2 separate regions of the Gossypium hirsutum genome follow, and region 2 is linked to region 1. A link is a contact called in public Hi-C data. All regions are on one chromosome and are shown on one strand. The core of a region is the stretch at or near the end of the contact, and the rest is flanking DNA. Distances in the headings are between cores, read along the strand shown. Region 1 holds the start of LOC107910078 (major latex allergen Hev b 5). Region 2 holds the start of LOC107910093 (ras-related protein RABA5a).

Evidence for each region. Hi-C and Micro-C count contacts between places; a contact is called where the count stands out from the background.
Region 2: a contact with region 1 is called in a Hi-C map of leaf, with 1.8 times the contacts expected there. The contact joins the promoter of LOC107910093 here to the promoter of LOC107910078 in region 1. A contact is called at or near these places in 4 of 34 Hi-C or Micro-C datasets (all in leaf).

Annotation. Positions count from the first base shown.
Region 1 is chrD06:57,812,333-57,819,134 of Gossypium_hirsutum_v2.1, forward strand. LOC107910078 (major latex allergen Hev b 5) reads left to right here and starts at 5,501. Exons shown (of 2, transcript XM_016837825.2): 1 at 5,501-5,731; 2 at 6,198-6,802. The coding sequence starts at 5,717. The coding sequence ends at 6,596.
Region 2 is chrD06:58,104,841-58,111,688 of Gossypium_hirsutum_v2.1, forward strand. LOC107910093 (ras-related protein RABA5a) reads left to right here and starts at 1,334. Exons shown (of 5, transcript XM_016837852.2): 1 at 1,334-1,985; 2 at 3,310-3,346; 3 at 3,561-3,725; 4 at 3,835-4,292; 5 at 4,565-5,289. The coding sequence starts at 3,953. The coding sequence ends at 4,899. LOC107910092 (ACT domain-containing protein ACR11) reads right to left here. Exons shown (of 11, transcript XR_001687466.2): 6 at 6,825-6,848; 7 at 6,492-6,547; 8 at 6,213-6,318; 9 at 6,055-6,123; 10 at 5,637-5,860; 11 at 5,122-5,565.

The sequences.
Region 1 (6,802 bases), core at 4,251-6,750:
AATGCAGTAAAGTTAAAACATCTTATTCTAATCAAATATCAAATAGAGAAACTAAACTTTTATACGGATTCCACTTGGCCTTCGCCCGCACATATCCCCTATCTTGCTACTTGTATTTTATTTTAATAGAAATTTAAAAAACACAACTCTAATATAAATGTCCATAAACGTTCAGTAAGAGAGCATATTGTATGAACCACTTTGGCAAACTCCAAGCATCAACACAGTAATCAAATACCTGCAAAAATACAATCATTGAGTAGGTTGCCATTACCTACGTACCTTCGGAAAATGGTAATTCAAATCTCTACAAATTGGAGGATTGACAAGGAAAGAAAAGAAAGGTATTAGGCATCATTGTTGATTGATTGGATGATTATTTCGATAGGGTTAGGTTGTTTATCATGTGTTGTGAATTTCTTGACATAGGAGGGGAATTTCGCATATTGTCCCAATTCTATCAAGACTGGGAAACATTATTGCAATGATTCAGCTGACTTTTTTTTTTGAGTGGAGGTCCCAAACTTGAGACACTTTGGTTGGGTCCATCAAAAGCCTCACTTTCATGGCGGAGATCAAATTTTGATCAAACAAGTAAAAAGAGGTAACAGCAGCTGACCTGTCTGTCTGTCTACCTTCTTCTCTCTATCGTTTAGTCGTTGTTCAATAAAGTTAATGACCATGATTCTTTTCCTTTGGGCCACCCTTGGCCCACCACTTTTGATTTAATTTCCTTTTGTCTCAAGATTCAAAATTATTATAGAGGTTGGTGTATTATGAATTAGAACAATTAAATAGTTACACGTGGTGTACCATCAGGGGCGAAGTCAGAAAATCATTGTAATTTTTATGATAGTAAAAGTATAATTTTTAAATGATTAAATCAAAATTTTATTATTTTTAAGGGGTCAAAGTGTAATTTTACCCTGACTAAATTAAAATTTTAAAAATATTAAAGGGCCAAAATGAAAAATTTTCCATTAAGGGCCCCTGCCAGCCTCCTAGATTCTCCTCTGTATGCCACGTGTATCTCATTCTAATATACATTGATCGGTTTTTAATAGTCAAAATAGATAAAAATTTTAACAAAAAGACAATATACGACAATTAATTTAAATTTTTTTTAGTAAAAAGAATAAAATACAATTTAATTTTTAATACAAAAACGTTCATGATAGTTTCGTTAAAAAATTATTTATTTTTCCTTGAGAGGGAATATAATTTGACTGATAAAACTTTTTTCTTTTTTGGGTTGCAACTATTGGGAAAAGCATGTTTTCATTATCTGCCAGCCATTGGGTATGAGCATGGATGATGATGATGTTGATGAATGATGGCGAAGGAAATGATGTTTTTTCAATGCCACACAGGATTGGGACAATAGTTTGAATCATACTAAGAATCTCATAGAATATAAAGAATCCCTTCACTTCACCTCTAAAAATTATTCATAATTTTATAATTCAATTTTTACTTTCAAAAAATAAATATATTTAAGTAGAGATTCACGGTGTATGGTCTCCTTAAAATGATAAAATTTTAATTTATACCTTTTATAATATATGAAATTTTAAATTAATAATGATAAAATTATACTTTAACCTCAAAAATGATAAAAATTTAATTTAACCTTTTAAAAACTATAAAAATATAGACTATTAAAATGATAAAATTACACTTTTACTATAATAAAAAATACAATTTAATTCCATCCCATAATTTTTTTCTAACTCCGCCACTACTTAACTTCATTCCACTTTTAACTTTATTTAATATTTTAGTATCCAGCTCTAATTTTAATCTCATCCTACTTATATATATTATTAACTTTTAGAAAACTAAACTAAATATTTAAGTTTATAAAATTTAAAAAAAATTAAAAAATTGTAATAGAAATATAAAAATATTTATAAAATTATATATATATATTAAAGCAAGGAAATTTTACTTTAACTCTAAAAATTTTAACGAACTCAATTGAGTTTTAGTTCGGTTGACATCGGTGTTATTGTCAATGCAAGAGGACATGTGTTCGAATGTGCTGAAATGTATTTATTTAAAGATTGAGGAGGGGTTATAAGTATAAAAAATCATATATATCAATGAAAAAAGTTAATTCACCTTATCTCGTTTTATAAGATCAAAGTGAATTAAAATATTTGTAATTGTTTTTATCTCGGAACCTTGAGCCATGAAAATGATAAGAAAATCATCATAAAAATTTAAAGCAAAATAATTATATTTTATGTTACTCATACTCAAATGTGAATGTTGGAGACGAATATGTATCCAATACGAGAATAATTGATCTTTTTAAAGTTTTTCTATATTATACATGCATGAAGAATGGAGGAGGTGATGGGGGGTTTTGCCTACCCCTATACCACACCAAACTTGATCATAATGAACAATAAATGAGTGACATGCAAACCAAACACTAGAATCCAGATTGGAATGAGGTTGTCCGAAATCCAACATTACATTGCACGTAGGCTGTTCCAGTTTGTAAAACACCCCAAACCCTGTCGTGGGTCCAATTGAGTTGGGGCACCCTCCTCTCTCTCACCACACTGTCTTAAAAAAACTTTAGATCAGAATCATGATCATGTTCCTTTTGGCTTTACAGAGTAATTCTGAATACTGTATCGTAAAAGATTTTCAAACCATTTAATTGTTTGCATGACGATGAACCCATCTCGATGCTTCCTTTATCATTTTTTTTGTCCAATATTGAAACCTTGAAATTATTATTGTTGAATAATTTTCTGTGTATATCATTAAAGGGAACATTCGGATATTTATATATATTATTATTCATGATTTGACTCTACTGTTCATGGACTTGACCTCATTATTCATAGTATTAACATTCTGAGTAGGCGTCGGGCATGTTGAACACGTGTACCGTTCTGGGTCGCCTCTTAGGCCTTGCAGTCCACTACATGCGAACTCCTTTGGTATATGCGAGTTGGGACCGCGAACTCCCCTCTGCCCGTGCGAGCTGATATCGCGAACTCCCCTAGCTGTCCCCTCACTATACGCCTCTCGCATATCCATCTGGTGGGGCCTGGTCGGGTCGCGGGTAGACGACCTGGATCTTACCTAAGTTTCGGGTTGGTGATCATTAGTATATAACAATTATACATGAAAATGAAATTCTATTCAAAGGGAATATCACTTTTTCTTAATAATAATCATTTGAAGTTAGTAATGGTAAAATAATCTATATAATATTAGAGATAAGGAATGAAAGTAACAAAATTTGAAACCACATCAAACAAGTGTTAAATTAGAGTTTTAATCACCACTTCATTCAAGTCAAGACATAATACTTCCTTTGTTTAATCTTATAAAAATATGTAACATTTTAGCGCAAGTCGGATTAGAGTTGGGAATTTTTTTTACGATCAATATTCAAATAAAATTGAGTTCAAGACAGTGAAAATTTTTGTGACTCTCACCATGTTTTTATCCTCCTACTAAAAAAAGCATTAAGTGATTAAATTAATTCGAATTTACAATCTTAAAAATTATAACAATTTATTCACAAGCAACATCAATGCCGATCAATGTTTTTTAAATCCATAAATCATTACAATCGAGTTAAAAATTGGTTGAATCGATTTTTTCTTTAAATTTATGAATTTTTAAAATTTATTTAATCAATTGATGAAATTAATTCAATCATTAATCTAATGCTGAAAACTTAGATACCAACTACACTAAGTATAAGGGTAAGATGAAGGGTGTATTTATAGGGTAACATGATGAAAGGGATGATGCGTGGCAAGTGTGAGGATAGGTCGACTAGGGAAGCATAGGCAACATGGGACCCAAAGAGGAATGGGGTAAATCATCGAGGGGGTGGAAAAGCCAGCCACACGGCAGCCAAAATTTTTCATATCAAATCGGAGAGTGACAATGATGGCAGTTGTTACGTGTGGCCCCGCTTTGACACCGTCCTACACTCTCTCATTCGGCTCCTGTTGTGTTGTTGTTGCCTTTTCATGTGGGTGGGGATCGGGTTGCTCACGTCTACACCATTTATCAATGTTTTTTTTTTTAAATTTGTTCATTAGTCGAATTAGTTAATTCATCAGTTCTATTAGTTCAGTTATTAATTTTTTTTAAAAAAAATTGGTTCAATCGATTTTTTAATCAGTTAAATCAATTTGTATCAATTTTCGATCTAACTCATTTAAAAACACTTTTTACATCGATTCTTCAGTTGGTTCCCAATTCAACTGATGTGATCCAGTTCAAACAATAATACCATTTACTTCATTGTCTAAACCTTAAATTTACTTAAACATTCTGTCCTAACAATGAAACCCCAATTCTCTATGATGTTTATCAATATATTAAAGTTTTTAGACTTTATAAATAGGGTTAGAGAGTAGATAAATATCCTATAGAGATATAGCAAAATATTAAAAAATATATATATAAAAAAGAGACACGTGACAATTTTTCGAGGTTACTTGTGAAATAAAAAAAAATACACGGCCAATGTATTAAATACTAACCCATTATATAATATTGTTTCTAACTAAAATAATATAAAAATTAATTTATTTTAAATTTATATAAATAAATACTGTCAAAATTAAAATTTAATTTATATTATAATTCAAATACACATTAAATATTTAAAAATCATTTTTTATTTAATTATATACTAATTTTGAGATAAATGTATTAACTTCCTTTTTTAATTAGAAAAATAAATAGATTAAGTAATATGTATGTTAATAATTAAATATCATTAAAATTAATAAAAATTTCAATTTATTTGTTAAGTTTAATTACAAAAATTTTCATCCTAAAGGTATTAATATAATTTTTTCCCCTTGATTTTCACTAATTTAGAATCTATGAAAAAACACACCTAAATGTAGCCTTTTCATGCATAGGTTTATCATTGTTAGAGTTGTGTGACCTAAATTCCTATTAAAATAAAATACAAGTAGTAATAAGATAGGGGGATCTGCGAGAGGGCGAAGGCCGAGTGCTGAAGTTTACTTTCGTATAGGAGTTTACTTCCTCTATTTGATATTTGATTAGAATGAGGTGTTTTAACCTTATTGCATTACTTCTATTTGACTTTTATTATAATATGATTTTACAAACCTATAAATAGACATAGTCTATACTCTCTTTTTTTATGATTTACTGTCATTATCGACATTCAACTTTTACAATCATAATTATAGCCATAAATATTTGCATTATATATGTATTCATGGAGGGGTCAGGTGGAGGACCCAATTGAACAAACTAAAGTAAAAGAAGTAACATGAATATATATATGTATGTTGTGTACGTATACAGAGAATTAAGATATGATGTTTGATGTGAGGAATGGGCCTCCACCATTTGCCATTACCAATTCATTTCCAGTTAATTTTTATACCAACAAATCTTGTATAATGAAAGATACCAACTTTATTAAGAAAAAGAAGAAATAAAAGTAGAATAATTTACAACTAGACAACGGTGTAATGTCGTTTGAGTGTCAGTGACATGAGGTGCCAAATTGCAAAGATTCTTCCAATGCCTCTCTCTATCTCCATTTCTTTAATTTAAAATCAAGCTTTTACACCTCTATATATACCTCTCACATTCATCATCTCTTTCACTACACTCAGTACATTCACCTCTTGCTTTATCTCTGTGTATTTCATTCAATCTTTTCTTCAAGTTCCCATTTTCCCCAATGGCCAGTGTTGAGGTAATCCAACTGTAATGCTGTTTTTTTTTTGGTTTATAATGTTGTTGTTTTTCTTTTAAACATTAATAGAACCCTATATCATAGATCATCAATAATTCCACCCTGCACTCTGCAATATAGTTATGTATGGAGTCGGGTTGGATATCTTAACAGTAGACAAAGTTGTCTCTAATCCACAAGATTTAAACCCGAAAGTTTAGATCTGAATCTGCAATGTTAAGCTTTAGTTATATAGCTGTTGCAGTATTTGTGGTATTAAACGTCAATGTTTTTCCCTTAACGTTCAGTAATGGAACAAAAACAAATGATGGATGATCAACTGATTATGAACTGTCATAGTTTGAACTTGAAAACAACATTTAATATGTTCAGTTGATCATTGGCTTCAATTATCTCAATAATTAATTATTTATTTATTTATGAACTTGATCCAAGAATAAAGGGAATTATTTTCGGGTTTTTCCAGGTTCAATCAGCTGCAACAACATTGCCAGAGAACGAGACAACACCAGAGGTAACCAAGGTTGAGGAGACGCCAAAAGAGGAGCCAGCGGCCGCACCTGTGGAAGCTGAGCCGGAGACAACATCAGATGCTCCGGCTGCGGAGGAAACCGAAGTTTCCATAGCCGAAGCTCCGGCTGAAGTCGATACCAAAGAAGTGGTAGAAGAAGAAGCGAAGGCTGCTGAGGAAGCGGAGAAAGCAACGGAGGAGGTAAAGGATGACACCCCGGAGGTGCAGACAGAAACAGTTACAGAGGAGGCCAAAGTAGAGACCGAGGAACCCGCGGTGGAGGAGAAACCAGCTGAGGAGGAAAAGGGAGATGAAAAAGCTGATGAGATTCCTGTTGAGAAAGTTGAAAAATAGAGCGACCAATACCATACGTAAGGTGGCAAATGCTTAAAGGAGCTTCTTTTTTCTATAGTTGGCGGAGTCATACTACTATTATTTATGATTACTATGTAGGATGTGGGATGGTGAGGGCTTTCTTTTTCTTTAATGGTTGTTTCTCTGCTTTGGGGTTTGATATTTAGTATTGAACTTGCTTTTGGGTCCAGGGGTCAACATGCCGA
Region 2 (6,848 bases), core at 84-2,583, 290 kb after region 1:
AATGGACATTTTAAAAACAATACTAAACACTCAAATCTTAAACTAAATTTATCAAAAATACTTCTCAAAATACTTTTCCATAACACTTTTTAAAAGTACTTTTTAAAAACATTGCTACTGGCCCTTAGTATCAAAAAGTGTCGCTTCGACCCTCTTAGTATCACCCTATCATACAACTCTTTAACAACCCAACTTGCTACATAAAGACATCAACAAACAACAAATAAGAATATAAGTGAAAGGCTTCTTGAATATAATCCATATTTCTATGATCAAGTTTGAAACATGACTACCCACGGAAACAAGAATGGACATAATTATGTGGTCGAAATTGAGGTAACTGTAACTTAAGATCAACAAAATGTAGCTGTTCGGAATAGGAAAGAACAAAGTCTTTCCTCATTTCATGGCAACCAGAACCAGTGTTCACCTTATATTAAGCTTTTAATTCAATATCTAATTAAACCAGTAATCTTGCAAGATTTGATTTTTTTTTTGTTAATATGTAAGCATAAACCAAAAGGCCCAAGCTTTTCACAGAATTACATGATCAAAAGATCAGTGCAGTAGGCAGAAGTGTAAAGTTGAGAGTTTGCTTGGAACATTTTTATATTTGACAAAGGCCCAGTAGAACCAAGATTGATAGAATTGTGCTAGCTCAGGGCACCTAAAGTGTTGGTATCCTAGGTAATATCTTATCAAACTGTCGGCAACCTATTTACCAAGTGTGTGTGATCAAGCACGCCCTCAACTTTTGATCTTGCCCCTTCATTTTCAATGTTAGGGAGAAATTTATGACCATCTATTTTATTTACCCTCATATCTGTCACCGAATCAAACAATGTCTACTCTTGTTTTGTCGGCATATAGTTAAAATGTGCTACAGTACATACAGATAATATATGATTATTCCAGTTGATTGAGTACTCATTAACGTTTTAGAAAAGAATTAAAGTTCGAGTCTTATTATCAATCTCATTTGATGTCTGATCCATGAGTACCAAAAAACAATGAATGCAATAGATGAAATAAATCCTTTGGCACAGATTTTGGTGTACAAAAGTCAAAACCATGGAAGGTGGTCCAGTTAGTTTTGGAGAGCCAAAACATTACATTTAACCACAAGGAAGCGGCCAAGGTTTTCACCTTAGCTGCTACAGCAGCAGCAGTAGCTGTAAGTTCGTGCACCTAGGCAAAATGAAAGGTGGTAATGGGGTATGGGAGGTGGGTCCTTTCTGCATCACCAAACTGCAATACCGCCGAAACCATCTACTGAACAAGGTTGGCAATGTCAACTGCATTTTATGACACAAAACCAAACAAAGCTTAAGCTTTTGTGTAGATAAGGCACCTGCAAAATGATAAATGTTGGCTAAATATTAGCTATGCTCTAGTCTTCCATGGCCCCTACCATTTAAGAACATGATCAGTCAGCCATATAAGTCCATATCATAATCTGGCTTTTTATGTGGGAAGTTCAAAGCAAAACCAACATACATTCCTCTTTCCATCACTATTAGTAGTACTGGAAGGACATCCTTCTCTAGTCTTTACCCTAGGTGCTCAAACATTCCTGCTTCATTTCAACTATAGTTTTCTGCATATGGTTTCTCCACAACTAAAGTTTTCAACTTTCATACGCATTGAAAACCAATTCTTTGTCAAGATATGGAAAGAGACACCCTTTTTTATCTATGATGAAGTCCAAGGGGAATATAAGGCCCAAAAAATAAGCCCAGGAAATTAAGGGGTGGCTAAACCAGTAACCAGAGTAAATGCAAATCTGGGGTTGTCTCGTCTCTGCACTCGGCTCCCTCACCTCCTTGGAAAAGCCTAACCCTTAAATCCTTTGAATTTGTATCTCTAAGCCATTGACATTATCATATAATCAGATCCATTGTTAACTCTTTTATTTGATCGTAATTCCTGGTAGAGAAAAAAAGAAGAAGGGTAAGGGGAGCCCCCTGAAATTCTTCTTATAGCTGGTGAGTGTAAACAAACACGATCTCTTTTTCTTTAGATTTTTAAGTCCCTTTTTTTGTATTAATATTTGATGAGATTTACGAATTGGGTTTTGTATTTTGCTTGTTTCTAGATCATTTCTCAATCACATTTTTGTTCTTTTTTCTTACTAACTATTACTTTGTATGTTTTTGCTAATCTCTGTTTTGTCAATACCTTGCTTAAATTCATGGTTTTTAAGATTTGATCATATCAAAATCGATTTTTTCTGCTCTAATTCATTTGGATATTCTAGACTTAGTTATAATGGTTCGGTGCTTTTAAGGTTTTTTTTCTTCTTTTATGGAAAGAGTTAACTGGCTGTTCCATATATGAACTTGGTTCTAGCCTTTTAGTCAATTGCAAAATATAAAATAAAAGGGCAGTTTGCTTGGTGATTTAGTTTCTACTGGTGTCTCTTTGATGCAAAACTGAGTCTAGTATGCTATAATTTGATCTCTCTTTGCAAGATGCAGATGCTCTACTTTATGATCAAGAGCATATTTTTTTTTCTTTGAATGTTGAAATTGATTTACTTGGATCTATAGCTTACTTCCTGCTCAAAGTTCTCTAGTTCATACAATCAGAGTTTCTGTGTTTCAGTGAATTTTTATGAGCTGTTGACATAGCAGTAAAAGTTTTCAATCCTTAAATTTAACTCTTTAAATGACTCCTATTGAAAAATATATGAAACCTTTTAAAGACTGAGTTTTTCAGCATCTCTAATGATTAAAACAAAGAATAAGACAAAAAATAACTTTTTAAAAGAATTCTTACATTTAGAAGTGAAAGCACAAGGGCTTGTTTATATATGAAGTTCTATGTTGTTTCCGTACCATGGTCCAGTGGTAATATTCAAAAGATTGAACTATCACATGTTATCTTATAAGGTCTAGTGCATAGTTGATGCATATTATTCAATCAAACATCTTATATTGCCCTTGCAGATGATTTATTGCTTATGATTGATTTCATAGCTTTATAATTGCTGTTCAAAAGATCTTATCAATTATCAGTTCTTTGCTTCCAAATTTGGCCTCTAGTTTTTTGTTATCTAATGACACTTATATCTGTTAACTTTTAAAGTTTATACAAAAATGATGTGATGTTTTACTGGTTAAGGGCAAGGACTAAACATAGGATTAGGAATCTTAGGTGAGCTATTAATCTGTCACGGTTGTTGGGTGAGTTGTGTTTTTATTTCCAATCGATTATTTGGATATTTCACATGAATGATCTGGCATTTATAATATGTCCTTGTTTTGAGCTTCTAAAATCTAAGCAGTAGGAGCTTAACTGGGATTTCAGGTGCGAGGCAAGGTGTTAGCAAGTTGGAGAGATCAAGGTACTGTTCCTTGCCTTCTAAGGAACTATATAATTAAAAGACTTTAATGAGTTGCATATTACTTGTTTCACTTAATTGTTTGCTTTTCAAATTCTGATAAATATTTTACTTGTCTTGAATATTTTAGTCGGAGACAGACAGTTGTTTTACCCTGTACTGTAACGATTAGTACTTTGGTTGGTTTTACATGAGGGCCCTCCTCTTGTTACTGCAGGAACCATAACGTACATATTCACTAGGAAAGTGATTAGTACTACATGCGTAGGGCGCTCAGGATAGATTTGTCTATGTTGCAGGAGGGTGAAAGTGGAGTAGAGTTTATTCCTTTTTTATTCAATTGACCTAATATTTGCTTCACAAGAAAGGTATTTTTATTCATGTAAGCAATTGCTGAATGACACATTTGTACTCTTTATTCCTATTTTAGCTTCCTTTTCCAGCTTGCCTTTATTCTTTTCTTCGGTAAACCCGTTTCTGTTCTTGAACAGGATACAAGGTTGGTGCTTCTTAGGTGATAACTTCGAGTACCAGAGAAGAAACTTAATTCCGAGTGCTTTTCATTGTTGATATGGTTATATAGAGTGACACTCGTAGGAAGGTTGTAAAATGGCTTTTGTTTCAGAGGAAGAAAAAACTGAGGATTACCTTTTCAAGATCGTACTAGTTGGTGATTCAGCTGTTGGGAAATCGAATTTACTTGCAAGATTTGCTAGGAATGAATTCTACCCAAATTCAAAGTCAACCATAGGAGTAGAGTTTCAAACTCAGAAGTTGGATATAAATGGGAAGGAAGTTAAGGCACAGATCTGGGATACGGCTGGTCAGGAGCGCTTCAGGGCCGTTACATCTGCATATTACCGAGGTGCAGTTGGAGCTCTTCTTGTGTATGACATCAGCAGACGACAGACTTTCGATAGCATTGGTAGATGGTTAAATGAACTTCAAAGTAAGAACCATGATTAACTTTTGTGCTTTTGTTGATTATACTTATAATGCATACGCAAACCCTCTCATCGTGAATCTCGTTTCTATAATTTTTTACCGAAACTCACCAATCCAAAATGGGTTAAATTTTGTTTTCTGACTGTTGAGCCATATTGTCGCAAATTTTTGTAACTAGGTGGTGTTTCCTTTCCATGCCCAGCCACTATTATAGATTTGTTGTTTTTAGCCCATGCTGGCTAAGTACTGAATTGTGTGCTTTGACATTTTGAACAGCTCACTCAGACATGAATGTAGTCACCATTTTAGTAGGCAACAAGTCGGACCTCCGGGATGCCAGGGAAGTATCCACAGCCGAAGGGAAGGCCTTAGCAGAGGCACAGGGTTTATTTTTCATGGAGACTTCTGCACTTGATTCCTCGAATGTAGCGGCTGCATTTCAGACTGTCGTTAAAGAGATCTACAACATATTGAGCCGGAAAGTTATGATGTCTCATGAGCTCAAGAAGCAGGACGCACCATTGGATGGGAAGACCGTGGTTTTACAAGGGGATGAGAACCAAGAACCTGCTACTGAGGCACCCAAATCGGGTGGTTGCTGTTCATCCTGATGCTTATCCATTTTAACGATTTTCCATCAAGTTTCCACTGAATTTGCTGATATTTCTTCTTCTCCATGTCTTCATTTGTTTGAATAACATTTGTTTTTACTCGTTCATGCTTTGCTTTTATCATATACGGTGGCTGAAGAAGAGACTCATATGGAATAGAAATTAGAAGATGTAAATGAATTTGAGGGGGATTGGAAGGGGGTTAAAGAAAAGAAAATCAAATTTAGATGACTATAAATTTTCGAATGTTAAACATATTTCCTTCTTGCTTTCCACTTCCCCTCCACTTGTTCTTTCTACCCCCATTTTCCTGCAGGGCTTTTGTTTTCTACTGTTATGTAATATGATGAGACAGTGATTTACGTAATAAACCATATCTTTTTCCCTGAATATCTTCTTGCAAGGTATTATCTGTTTCGGTCCATTGGGTCTCATGGTTTTATCCATGAAAAGCACCTCATCGGTTGAAGGTGGTATAAACACTTGTATCCCCACCACTCGAATGAGCGCTCGTTGTTGTTAGTGACACGGTTTTGTTGACCAAAGATACCTCAAAAGTCGTAAGTTGAAGATGATATAAACCCTTGTATCTTAGGATCAACTTTAGTACACATCCAACGTGGGATTCACGACTCCTCTTAGGATGACCATAATGCAAAGCAAGTTCTAGAAAAATGGTGGGATTAATATCGTTCATTGCAACAATAATACTAAAAGGATAATTGAAGAATTCTTACAGAAGAGAAGAGAGGATTGTTGTGAAGAACAAGCTATAATATTCACCCTGTTGGCCAATTCAATTGGAGGGGATATAATAAGATAATTCTAAACTCAATTGATGATGTAAGCTCCTAAACATGGTTTAGCTAGGCAAGGCTTATAGCATCATCATGGTGACTCAAAAACTCGCCTCCTCCGTAGTAGGACGCCTCAAGAAATATCGTAAACTATTAGCAAGAACCTGCCAGATTTCATGCAATCAAACCACTCATTAAAATGACATCATAGCAAGCAATTACGATGTATGCCCTACCTTACCTAAATGATTAATACCATACATACAGATTGCAATTGTAGAACTCTACTTTGACCTTCTTTACAAACCCCGCAACAAATGTGCAGTATGGGTTAAACTTAGTGTTCATTGCTCTTTACCTGCTGCAGAGGCCTGATGATAGCTTTACCCTTGTAGCTGACGTGAAACTTTGCCTTTGCCAACAACCCCTATGTCTCAAAGGTAAAAGCGAGAAAACTAATATCATTAGGCTAATTCAAGATGACAACATACGGAAGAGAATGAGTAACTGGCTCACCTCAGTGTCGAACTCCCCAGACTCAACGGTGATGTTGATGTCAGTAATAATTTTGACAAGATCCACCAGCAACCCTGGACGGTCAGCAGTCTCCACATAGAGCAAGCTGAACCAAATTTATTTACGAAACAAAGTTATACAGAAATGAACCAATACTGCAAGCCAGAACATATCATCTCTTTCATTTTAATAAACAAGTATGGTGCCAAGGCCTATAATCTTAATTAAGCTATCAAAATTACAAAGGTAGTGAATGCATTTGACTACAGCATCCATTACCTACGATCAGGACCATCATCATCAACTCTTATGTGGGTTGCAATGTCCACATCAACCTGAGGAATCCCAGCAAAGCAAAATTTAAACCAAGGACCAAGGTTATTGTGGGATATCATTCTCAGCTTAATAGTTTATGGACAATTCATATCATTTATGATCAGCTGCATCAGTCTCTGTTGCAAGCATGGAAAATATCTTTTGGGATTACAACAAATTTCAACGTAACAGTCTTCTTGTAGCTACCGTAAAACTTGTTTCACCAAACATTCAACACAGGAAAATGCTGAACTTACTGAGTGAGCAGAAAAGATGAACTTTGCAAGAAGAATATACCTTTTCTTTTGGTGGCTCAACGCC